Regions from separate parts of the Hordeum vulgare genome. Here region 1 is linked to region 2. A link is a contact called in public Hi-C data. All regions are on one chromosome and are shown on one strand. The core of a region is the stretch at or near the end of the contact, and the rest is flanking DNA. Distances in the headings are between cores, read along the strand shown. Region 1 holds the start of LOC123444339. Region 2 holds the start of LOC123440202 (FBD-associated F-box protein At4g10400-like).

Evidence for each region. A called contact is a pair of places that touch in the nucleus more often than the background predicts.
Region 1: a Hi-C map of seedling shows a contact between it and region 2, with 3 times the contacts expected there. The contact joins the promoter of LOC123444339 here to the promoter of LOC123440202 in region 2. A contact is called at or near these places in 4 of 6 Hi-C or Micro-C datasets (leaf and seedling) and 1 of 1 datasets of contacts at active chromatin or transcription factors (embryo).

What each region holds. Positions count from the first base shown.
Region 1 is chr3H:472,499,009-472,505,516 of MorexV3_pseudomolecules_assembly, forward strand. It overlaps LOC123444339, which reads right to left and starts at 4,167. Exons shown (of 1, transcript XM_045121026.1): 1 at 3,553-4,167. The coding sequence starts at 4,019. The coding sequence ends at 3,663. LOC123444338 reads left to right here and starts at 708. Exons shown (of 9, transcript XM_045121025.1): 1 at 708-1,289; 2 at 1,397-1,525; 3 at 1,622-1,748; 4 at 1,850-1,970; 5 at 2,143-2,224; 6 at 2,338-2,388; 7 at 2,621-2,659; 8 at 2,802-2,895; 9 at 2,997-3,407. The coding sequence starts at 852. The coding sequence ends at 3,124.
Region 2 is chr3H:472,269,473-472,275,190 of MorexV3_pseudomolecules_assembly, forward strand. LOC123440202 (FBD-associated F-box protein At4g10400-like) reads right to left here and starts at 3,978. Exons shown (of 3, transcript XM_045116771.1): 1 at 2,789-3,978; 2 at 2,540-2,683; 3 at 1,797-2,452. The coding sequence starts at 3,895. The coding sequence ends at 2,042.

The sequences.
Region 1 (6,508 bases), core at 2,917-5,416, 230 kb after region 2:
CGTATTTCCCGCAAAAAAAAGCATGCAGAGTGTATGTATCTAAAATGGAATTGTGTGTCTTGAAGGCACGATGACAAATGAAATGGGTGATTCCAAGACTTTTGTTTAGTTTGATTTCATTCTTTTCTGGCTGCTTGTATCGCTCAGAGATTGGGGATTTTTATTTTCTTTTGAAAAGAAGTCCGCTATTTTTGAATATATTTGTGAACGATTCCTCACGATGCGGCTATGGGTCCCATTCCTTACACTGTTCTCAAAAGTGGAGGCAGTGAAGATGCCAAGTCAGCCTAGCCAGACATAATCATTGTTCTCAAACTCCACATCAATTTTTTATTTTGACAAATCCCATCCCTATCACGACTACCACCACCACCAGTTTGTTCTAGGTTCTCAACCAGGAGCCTAGGACACACAACTTTCTTTGTTGAAATCTGAAGCATGAATGTATAGCCCCTACATTATCCAATCTTCTCAAATTTAGCAAGGAGATGAAATCGCACTACTCTTAAAATGAGATGTTTTGTAGTCCCTTCATAAACTAATATAAAAACATTTAAATTATTAAAATAATAATTTAAATGTTTTTATATTTTAGTTTATATAAAGAAGTACTTCGTACTTCACATCTGATACTAGGGAAGACACCGTGAATGTATCATTCTATTTACAAAGTTATCCTCTATAGGTAGAATCATTCGTTTGAACATCAACTAATTTCGGACGGAGGAAATACATAATTAGAGGACGTAATTACACAAGATCATCACGACCTGCCACGGAAGTAAGTCTATTAAGTTCACGAAACGTAGAAGTCGAGAGTATCCACGCAAATACGAATATCAGCAAGGTCGATGCTGCAAATAAGAAGAGTGGCGAAAAATCGCGGGAGAAGTGTGGCGGAGGAAAACCGTAATAACGCAGCCTGCCAGGAAAACGCAGAAAAACAGAGCAAGCAAATCCCCACCGCCACCGGATCCGGCCGACCTTCTCCTCTCTCCCTCCCTCGCACCGAAGCGCGATCGAGCATTCTCCACCCGATGGCTCCTCTCCTCTCACCGCCGCTGCTCGCCGACTTGGTGGCCAAGTCCCATTCCTCTTCCACGGCCGTCCGCTGCTCCGGCAGTGTCCGGCGATGGGCAGTCGCGGGGCCTGCCGGCGCCGGGAGGAGAGACCGCCACCGGAGACGGAGGACGTGGGGGAGGAGGGGCTTCAGGGTGTCCGCGGTGGCCACGGAGCCCCGCAGCCCGGAGGGGGGCGCCGCCGAAGATTACTACGCCGTTCTTGGCGTCGTAAGTGCTTCAGCTTCTTCTGAAGCACTCGTTCGCACCCTTGTGGAAAAACAGTACTCTTTCTTTCCCCTTCTACCGAGCTGCTAATGATTCTTCCATGTTTTCAGATGCCGGATGCAACGCCTCAGCAGATCAAGAAAGCGTACTACAATTGCATGAAAGCTTGCCATCCAGATCTCAGCGGGAACGACCCCGATGTGACTAACTTCTGCATGTTCATCAACGAGGTTTACACGGTAAAATCCTGAGAAATGAAAATCGGATGCTCTTTTTTCAGGGAGATTTGCGTTGCAATCTAATCTATGAAGTTAACATGAGCAAGGGATGAACAGGTACTTACGGACCCCATCCAGCGAGCGGTGTATGATGAGATCAATGGATATACTGCAACAGCAACCAACCCCTTCTTGGATGATGCACCCAGGGATCATGTGTTTGTCGATGAATTTAGCTGCATAGGTACTACTACTACTGATGGCTATAACCTGATCAGGAGTTACTGCTAGATTATCTAAACTGGGTTCTTATTTAAGTTCTGCTGTCTGCTCACATCTATGCAGGATGTAAAAACTGTGCTAACGTGTGTTCCAAGGTTTTCGAAATTGAGGAGGACTATGGGCGTGCAAGAGTTTACAATCAATCAGGAAATGAAGAGCTAATTCAAGAAGCCATTGACAGTTGGTGAGGCCCTTGTCTGGATTATTTGATTTGTATCTGTCCACTGCCGTAACAAACCTACTGAATGTGTATGCTGCCATTTGTGCCAAACAGTATGAGTGTTTTTTTATTTTCATTTAGGAGTTTGTGGCTGCCAATACTAATGCTCATAAACCTCTAAACTTTGTGTATCCAGTCCGGTTGACTGCATCCACTGGACTTCAGCTGCACAAGTTACACTCCTCGAGGATGAAATGCGCAGAGTTGAGAGAGTGAATGTAAGGAATTTCTGCAGTTGGTTAATATGATATCACTCTGCTGTTTTCTAACATACTCCGTAGTAGATTACCCTACCTTGTAATATCATATGATTTGTTTCTCATTTGAGCAGGTTGCATTGATGCTTTCTGGGATGGGGAGTTCATTTGATGTGTTCCGGATGGTAATATCTTTACTCATGTATTACATTTATCTCTGCTTACTTTCTCGTGTGATGATGGATGGGCTGTATGCAATTCATCATAAAAATTAATGTACATATTTCTAAATACGTCCACCTTCTAAAGTTTATTACAGTACTCTATGCAGTTTAAACCACAGTCTATGTAGATCTTTTTTTTCGTGATGAAGTTTATGTAGCTCTTAACATGTTCTGTTATCTTTCCTGCTGTCAGGCAAGTACGCGCTGGGAGAAAAGACAAGCAAAAGTCTTGGTATAATTCTCTGTTCTATACATTATTTCTTTATATCTACATACGAAATCCAGTTTGGGAATGTTAGAATCATAAGCTTTTTATTTTCTTCACACATGAACTGCATGTGTGTTGTCCTGAACATCTGCGCAATGTCCTGCAGAATAAGGTCAGAATGCGGATGAGCCAAGATGATTCTAACAAGGGAAGTTCATGGAGTGATATATGGGGGTCACCGACAAGATACCAAAAGAACGGTAAAGCTAGCATATTTTGCCATTTGCCAGTTGCTCAGATCATTTGGGCTCCCATCCTTTGCCTATCTGTGTTCTAATAATCCTGTTTACATGTTAAACAGATGAGGACACAAAGGAAAGAGTGAAGCGAGCGGCTGCGGCCGCAAGGAGGTGGCGAGAATACTCGAGGAAAGGTGCAGACAGGCCTCCTACATTCAAACTTCCGGAGGCAGCGTCCAACCAGGAGTGAGAACACGGTCGTTACACATCAAATGCGTGGTTCTATGAAGCTTTAGTTAACCCTCCATGTATATATAGTCTAATTATTTGAGGAGAGCTGCATAGCATTTGCTCTCCCGCCCTCGATTCGACGTGTTAGCAGTATCTCTAAATCATGTTCTAGAGTTGGTTGATGATGATCTGTAAATCACCCATAGGATGCAGATCCCAGGTGTAAAACAAGTGTACAAAAGACAGCAGCCCCTGGCTACTCCCACAACGTGTAAAAGTAAAGAAACTTCTTCAAATTTCGATGTGGAATTGTGCATTTTCCATTTTCTGCACAGATTCACAGTTGGCAGATCGAGATTTTTTTTCGAAAAGGAGGCATCGCCCCGGCCTCTGCATCGAGTAATGCATGCAGCCATTGGCAGATCGAGATGTGCAGGAGATTAGATATAATGTGAAACTTAGAAGCTAGGCGAGGTGTATTTATTCAGGTATATGTGGAGGCAAAACAGTGGGAACATCGTACCAAATTCCAAGACTCTGAACTGGTCGAGCGCCTTTTATCTGACGGAGCAAGCAACGGCATGGGCCCACGACCTGAGATGGGCCTTCATGGCGACACCCTCGCCGGGGGCGGGAGGGGGTACCGGCGAGCACCGTGTCGGCGCCGCGATGACGAGCGTCTCCCGCCACTGCTCCTCCTGCCATGCCTCGATGCGCTCCTCGAGCGCCCTGCTTCTCGGATCTGCTCTTCTCGCTCCCAGCGTCACCTCGCCGTCGACGCAATTGGGGTGTTGGTCTTGCCTCCTGGGCGGCTTCAGCTCCTCCGAGCACTGCTTGAAGCGCGGCCGCCGGTGGAGGACGCTGGAGTGGAACCAGAGCGAGTCTAGGCTTGCAAAGATCTCGTCGCCCTCCATTTCTTCTACGGAGTAGCTTCTTGTTTGCTATTGCTACAGGCGGCCGGGGTGGAGTGGAATTTGGAGGCGACGGGATTTTGGGGCTTGGTGTTCGGCCATGTCTGAAGTTTGGAGTGGGGCTGGGGTGGGGGAGAGCTTTTAGTTCGTCCGGCCGGGTGTAACGGCTCGGTGCTTCTCGTCACTGAATGACCGAAAAGTCTACGTTTTGCACAGGTCAGCTTGCTTTCCGCTGGAAATGATGGATGGGCTTGGACGAGCCAATGGACACTGGACCCCTTCCCAGCTGCCGACCACACATGCCTTTTGTCTTTTTGGCGAATGACTACACCTTTTTTTAGGAACACTAGACCTATTATTTTAGTATAGGAGAAAAGTGCACTTTAGAACATCTCCAAAAGCGAAAAATGGAATTTTATCGCGCGAGCGACCGAATCGGCAACTCCAGCACACGCGTAAAAATCGCGTGCCCGTTAAAAACCAACCCACGCCGAATAGAACGTCATCGTGCTTTGTTTTTTCGGACGTGTGCTATCGCACGCGCGACAGAAAGAAATCGCGCGCGAAGCGAGCAACCGCCGCTGAACTCTCCGCTCGCGCCTGCTTTTGCCTCGCCCCGCATCGTCGTCGGCGACTTCCAGCCATGGACGGGTGCTCCGACATTCCCCTAACCCCCTACACGCGCGACCTCGTCGTCGCCACCGCCGCAAACCCTAGCACGGGCTTCACCTCCCTCGCCACCGCCGACGTCGTTGCGACTCCGAAATCCGGCCTCGCGTGCGGGCTCATCGTGCCGCCCCACACGAGGGCGCAGGGTGGCGTCGCGTCGCCGGCGGCTGCGCCACGGAGCTTCGCCTCCAAACGAACCACAGCGGCCACCGCGACCGCAATGGCGATGATGTCCCAAAAGAAGAGGAAAGCGGTGAAGAAGAAGAAGGCGGGAGTGAGGCTGGCCACGCCTCCATCGCCCGAAGCGCCGGAAACCTCACAAATTGTTGCGCCGACGGCCCATGCACACATAGTGCTCGATGAAATGCTCACAAGGTATAATTTTTGTTTTTGATTTGTTGTTGTTGACAGATGTGCACATATGTAGATTGATTTAGTTTTCCTATGTCATATTACTTTGTAGTTTTCATGATGACGCATATATGTCGACTATGGGTGTTGACTCCAACAATTGGTCTCAAACCAATGAAGTAGATGTCGGGACCCCGATCCTAAGCCATAGGAATCCAGACTGTAACACATCGCATCCCTTTGCGGTCTCACGCACGGTTAACCCCACGGCTGCCACCTTACCTTAGCCGGGACCGTTTGCGCCTTTTGACTTACGTATGCAATTGTGTCGCTAGCATTCCAATGTCAAAGAACCCGGGTCGACATAACTAGTCATAAACTCAAGTGGCTCAACTGTAAAGAGACATGCATACATAACCCAACAAAGCAGGTGTCGGTCATCAGCGAGCGTAGACGAGTCGTAGCAAGCTACAAGGACTCCATTACACCGCGTGACTTTTCCCCGTAGGGACAGACACATCAGCTAAGAAGGATACATGCCGGTCAACCAATGTGTCTGGAGCAGTAGCGAACTACCAAGGCTCGATGGAAACACTAAGGGGAATTTCTCTGTATAGAGAGCTACTAAGGGCATACGACTAGGTGTCGAATCCCATACATATCACAGTGCATCACACGTACGCATGACATACTTGATATACATAGATACAACAATGACATCACAACATAAGCACACAACATCACACCATTTATTTAGAAGACTCGGAAGAGTCTTACATAATAAGTTCATACACGTAGGGGTCACACGACCCGACACTCAAGTCATACAAGCAAAGTCATACAAACCAAGTGGAAGCATTAAAGTTGTCTCAGTACAGACAGTTGAAAGGAAAAGGCATAAAACCTGACTATCTAAATATCCCTTCTGAAAGGGGTCAGGTCGTAGCTGGGACACCAGCTACTCGTCATCATCGAGGTCTAGATAGAACCCACCTGTTGGCTCGTGGGTATCTTCTGCAACATTTATTAAACAAACATTAGTACAAAGGTACTCATCAAGACTTTAGAACAGACCTATCTACTCATGCACATGTATCAACAAAGGGGGTTGTGGGGTTTCATGCAGCAAGCCAGCTTTGACTCTTGGCTAGACTAAACTACAAATTTTAAATAGTTTTAAACAACTTTGATAAGTCGTACACGAGTCCACTACCACCACAACAATACACTATCATGGACTCCTTTCCGTCTCCCTACGGAAATGACATACATGATACTCACACTTATCTTGATACTTTTATGAACAACATATGTCTATGAACAACATATGCCATTAAAGTAATCTATGAACAACATATGTCTTCAAGTAGTCCATATCCGCGGACGCGGCTATTCAAATAGATCATAACACTGTAGGGGTGTACTTCTTCACACATGCTCTCGCCACTTATCGCCATGTGCACGTCATGCAC
Region 2 (5,718 bases), core at 2,728-5,227:
GAGTGTGAGGGACTTGACAACTTCGTGTGTTCTTACCATTGCATTAGTTGCATCGGTTTGAGTTCTCCACGGTGATACCTGGAAGTGAAAATTTGAGACGCTTATTACTCTTGGGTGCTTGGTACCCTAGAGCTTGTTCTTCTTGGGTGCTTTGCCGTCCTATAAGCTTGGTGGTGCCTCGGAGCTCAATTATTGTAGTGTAAAGCTCTGGGCAAGTGCTATGGTCTCCAATTAGGTTGTGGAGATTGCCCCGAGCATTTGAGGTCATCTTGGAGCCACAATCCATTGTGGCGAAGCTTTGTGGTGTTGTTGGGAGCATCCAATTAAGTGGTGGAGATTGGCCCAACCTTGTTCGTACGAGTTCGGTGACCATCCTCAAGGGTCCCTTAGTGGAATCACGACATCATGCATTGTGCGAGGCGTGAGGAGATTACAGTGGCCCTAGTGGCTTCTTGGGGAGCATTTTGGCTCCACACGGCTCCAAACGGAGATTAGCATCCGCAAGGGTGTGAACTTCGGGATACATCGTCGTCTCCGCGTGCCTCGGCTATCTCTTACCTGAGCCCATTACTTATGTACTTTACTTTGTGATAGCCATATTGTTTCTTGTTATATATCTTGTTATCACTTAGTTGTTTATCTTGCTTAGCATAAGTTGTTGATGCACATACGTGAGCCTAGTTGCTTTAGGTTTTGTGTTTGTTTAATTAAACGTTAGTTTTATTCCTCATTTGTTCAAGCCTAGACCGTAATTATTTTAAAACGCCTATTCACCCCCTCTAGGCAACATCCACGTCCTTTCACCAGGTTCAAACATCAAATAGGGAACATCGACGAGAGGATAGTATGGAGCATGCAAAAATGCCCAGGAGTCGCTTGCAAAAGTCAAGAGAGAGAAAGAGAACTATCCCATGCAAAGCTTTTTTGGGAGTTTTTTAAGAGGTATTTCCCCAAAGATACATGCAAGTTGAGGAAGAGCGTGCAAAGTTTAGTGGAGAAACATCCAGTTCTTTGAGTTGACCGATGAGGAGAGTACATCACATGACCTGACAAACCTGTCCAGAACAGTGACCCAGATAAGGATTACATATGTTGCAAATGATCTACGGTTCGAGACACTACCACATGAATCTTAGCGGCCCAAGACGGATAGGATAACCGGGGTCGGGACCCCCGGGGGTAGCCATAAAACGTACTCATAATGTATAGAGTTGACATTATAGATATCAATGATTTTCTCGTAAACTTGATCAAAGTTTGTAGAGTTTGAATTTAAAAATTATAGGCACTGTATGATAAGGGAGTACTAGTATAGTTTTGAACAACAATAAAAATCTTGTGATCGTGGCTTTGTTGAAACGACTATGAATGCCACACGGCGATTTGTTTTACATTAGAGGGTCTCTTTGAATACAAAGATTTAAAAAAGCAGAACCGAAGAAAAACATGAAGATGTCTTTTGATTCAAAGGAAATACTTATAGTTCATAGAGAATCTACTAATTATGATTGAATTTTGTACAGAAAATAGTTGAGAAAGAGAGTTATCAAACCGGGATGAAAACCACGCCACATTCTCCACTTTGACAGTTGATGCGTCTTTTGTTCAATAAATCAAAAGTCCGGTACCAAATGTGACCAACACGACAAGTTGAGGAGCAAAGATCACAGTGTTCTTTTTCTTCCCACGGTTGTACTTTCCACACAATTCTAATTTCAAGCATCTCAGATTCTATAATTCAAATATCGGAAATGAATTTAAACTACAGTGCAAAGATATCAAAATTGCTGACATGCTAAACCATTAAGTTCTGATTATATTATAAACAGTACCAGCGATACACAGCCAACAAGAAGTCCAGCTAATTGTGTTCTAGGAAAAAAGAATTCCAGTCACCAAGCCTGCCACAGTACAGCTAATCAACCTGCTGATTCTTCTTCTGTTCCAGTAAACTAAATGAACAACTCTCGGATTCAGACACAAGATCACAACTTACGCGCATCCGGTGACATCAGATATTTTTTCAGATTGCAGTAACCATCTATGTTTCTGGTGCTTCAGAGTGTGCATCAGCGGGTTTCGTAAGACGCGGTAACAGCGAAACTCTGTTTTCATTCTGGCACCGCCTGGGACAGCAATGGCACAAGTACAGGCTATTGACTGGCGCACAACTTGTGAAGAACAGGAACTTGATGTCCAGGCAGACTCTATTTATGGTGCATAGAAGCTGTATTAGCCTACTGGCACAATCTTCGCCTTTCAAACAGTAGAACTCGATGACCTTGAGAGTTTTAGCCATCTCAAGCATAAAGGTCAGCAAGCTCCACTGGCACATTTGCCCTCCGAAATTCTCAAACACCAATTTGCTGAGGGAATGTTCGATGCACTGGATAGAAGATGTCGTCTCCCATGATTCAGGAGTAACCTGATGCGAAATTGATCGACTGTCTGCCTGCAAACGCCGAACGTGATTAACAGATGATGCATGGTAGAGCTAGCGTAGGTTGGTGGTTATGGAGAGTTGCGCTACAATGGTTACCTCGAGATGGAGCGTCTCAAGACATGGGAAGCATTTGAGCAACTGAGCAACGAAGATGGTATGCCCCTTCTCTGAGAATGGCACTTGGATGGCCAACGTCTTCACGCTGCACATCAGGGTAGTAGTGGACTTCAAGATGCCTCCCTGCAATATGGATGCACATCATAACATAGGAATGAAACGTAGTTTCAGAGCAATAGCGTCCGTGTGTTAGCGGCAAAAAACAGAAGAAAAAGGCAAAGCATTTACATCGAAAACGGTATCACGCAGGACGAGAGGCCGGACGTTCTTCCCCAAGTATCCCAGCACCTGCAGCTTGGGGGCGGAAACAATTTTCACCGTCGCTCTGCTGCTCGGCAGATGGATGCCCACCAGTTCTTCAAGGCTCGGGGCGTCCTCGACAACGAGCTCACTCATGTTAGCGAAGTCGCCGTGCAGACATACCAGGCTCTTGGACCGGAGACGGATTTGCTTGACCCCGGTGATGTTCTTGAGCTTCGCGCACTCCAGGGATGGGCAATGAGCAAGCATCGCCTGCAGGGCGTCCTGGGAGGTCCGGACATTGGACAGACGGAGCGTCTGGAGGGCGGGTAGGCGCAGCGCGCCCACCTCCGCGTCCCCAGGAAGGTCGCAGAAGCATACCCTTAGGGTTTCCAGGGAGGCGAGCTGGAGGAGCGACGCTGGCAGGGTCGGCTTCGGGGCTGTGTACAACATGTCGACGTCGATTTCTCGGACACCGCAGGCCGCGAGGACGGGGAACCAGCCGCTGACGACGGCCATGCGACTCACGAATCCCTGCCCATACATCACGAAGCGGAAGCTGCGGATGCGGATGTGGCGGCGCGAGGCGAGGATGGAGTCGACGGCGCGGATGAACCAGTCGCACCCGCGGCCCGCCTCCGGCGGGAACGGCTGGCACGCGTCGAAGTCCAGGAGATACTGGTCGAACAGGCGGGGCCACCGCGAGGAGAGCGTCATCGAACGGGCGGCGTCGCGGAGCGGGAGATACGAGAGGATGCACAGCAGGATCGCGTCCGGGAGTTCGCCGATGCGATCCCCGCAGTCCTGGGCCGCCGCGACGCCGTCGCCGGACCCCGCGCGGGAGCGTTTGGCCGCGGCGCGATCGAATTTCCCGTCGGTGTCCACGCTCGGGGTCGGGGAGAGCGGCGGGGGCTCGCCATCTCCGGCGCGCCGCCTGCGCCCGCGCCTCGCCGCCCTGGCCGCCCTGGCGTCCAACCCCTCGTCGGAGCGCAGCGGGGAGTCGGCGGGGTAGGGGGGCGGGCGATCCGACGACACGATCTGACCTCGTTGCGACGAGGTCGTGGAGGCGGTAGCGGGGGAGTGGACGCAGCACATGCCTACTCCTGCTCGATCGGATGGAGAGTTCTGGAAGAAGTGCTGGGTCCTCCGTCCGGAAGCAATTGCCAATTTGTTGTCCGTTCGCTGGATCCGGATCCTCACTGCGTTGGTATTGGTAACGGTTTCTGTCTGGCAGGATCCTGCTGTCAGGTCCAATCCACGCCGTCCATCTGAAACCAACGGTTGGATCTTGCAGTCTCACAGCGGACCTCCACCTACCCACGCCGTCCATGAAGTTGAGGGCAGCCTCTGTTGCAGCCCAACTACCTTCCGACATTGCTGACTTCTTGGTTCGTCACCGAACTACTGCATATTATTGTATTTTAGTAAAAAAATTGCAAAATACTTATTGTCAAATATCTGTTTGACTTATAGCAAAGAAAAAAAAAATGCGTTTACTATCTTCGAACATATCTCAAACCTCCTCCCCCTACTTTGTCCTTTTCAGTCTCTCCGCACCCCCTCCTTGGCTTAAGATAATCCTCAATCAAATAAATATTTTTTTTGTCATAGCTTGTCATTCATTGATTTAATCAATTCTTACCATAATCAATTCTTGCATTAACTCAACAAAATAAAATAAAATCTTATCAAAACCCGAAAAAACGTTCCTTTCCTTTCCCTACCTATATCCAAATCAAATCTTACCAAACTTCAACTAAATCAAAAAATTACATGCTTTCCCTACGCATACATAGAACAAATCTTACCAAAATCTACTCCCTCCGTTCCTAAATATAAGACATTTTAAAGATTGCACTATGAATTAGATATGGATGTACATAGACATATTTTAAAGTGTATATTCACTCATTTTGCTCCGTATGTAGTCTTTTAGTGGAATCTTTAAAATGTCTTATATTTAGGAACGAGGGAGTAGAAGACATAAACGCACTGTTGGTCACATAACTCTCACGAGGTGAATATTTTAGTCGCACATATTTGGAAATGTTGTACTCCCTCCGATGCACATTTCAATGACATAGAAAAGAAAAGAAAAATACCCACACAAATCTCCGCGTAACATCAATGACATAGGGCTTAGATGTGCGATACTTATGACACATCTAGATGTGTATTAGCAAAACTGTATTTCAATGTTAGATACACCCGTTTAAGCGACATGTAATATGGATCTGATGGAGTAAAATGGTCACACAACTCTGTTTTATGAGCAAATTGGTCACATATTGGTTTTAGGTGCTGAGCTGGCTTGCTGACTAGTCTATACTTTTGCAAGTAGGTCCTTGATTATATGTCTGGAGGCGTTTTTGCAATCCATCGTGTTCACGGGAATAACCCGGGTGAGGCATTCCCTTAAATACCTTATAGTCACTCTCCCGCACCCGAGCCGCCGTACCTCCATGCCGGGATCACCCCTCCCCTCGCCACCGAGCCCCATGACGCATGAACGATGCACACCTATGTGTGCACCCGCACAGCCGGTCTAGCGCACGTCACTACCTCAAACCAAGCACTCCTGCTCGACAAGCGACATGTCAAAGAGTGATGCCATCATGTTTTCTCCTTCATCTCTAATTCCAGCCATATGATATTTGCGAGTATGAGGTACGGGTATGAGCTTACAACCATGTATTTGCGCTGGGATCAAAAGTGATATTAGTTTGTGCTCAGGAATTCACCCATCAAGAGTTGCTTGTTTCGTATTAGTGTAGGGAATGTGTCCAAATAACATCTTGACCGATACGCGTCCCGCATAAGGAATCAATTGTCCTACCGAAGGCCCTAACCGTCTCGCGGGATTGCCCCGATAATTAAGATAATAATATTAGACAAAATCATTTGGTGTTTAATGACTA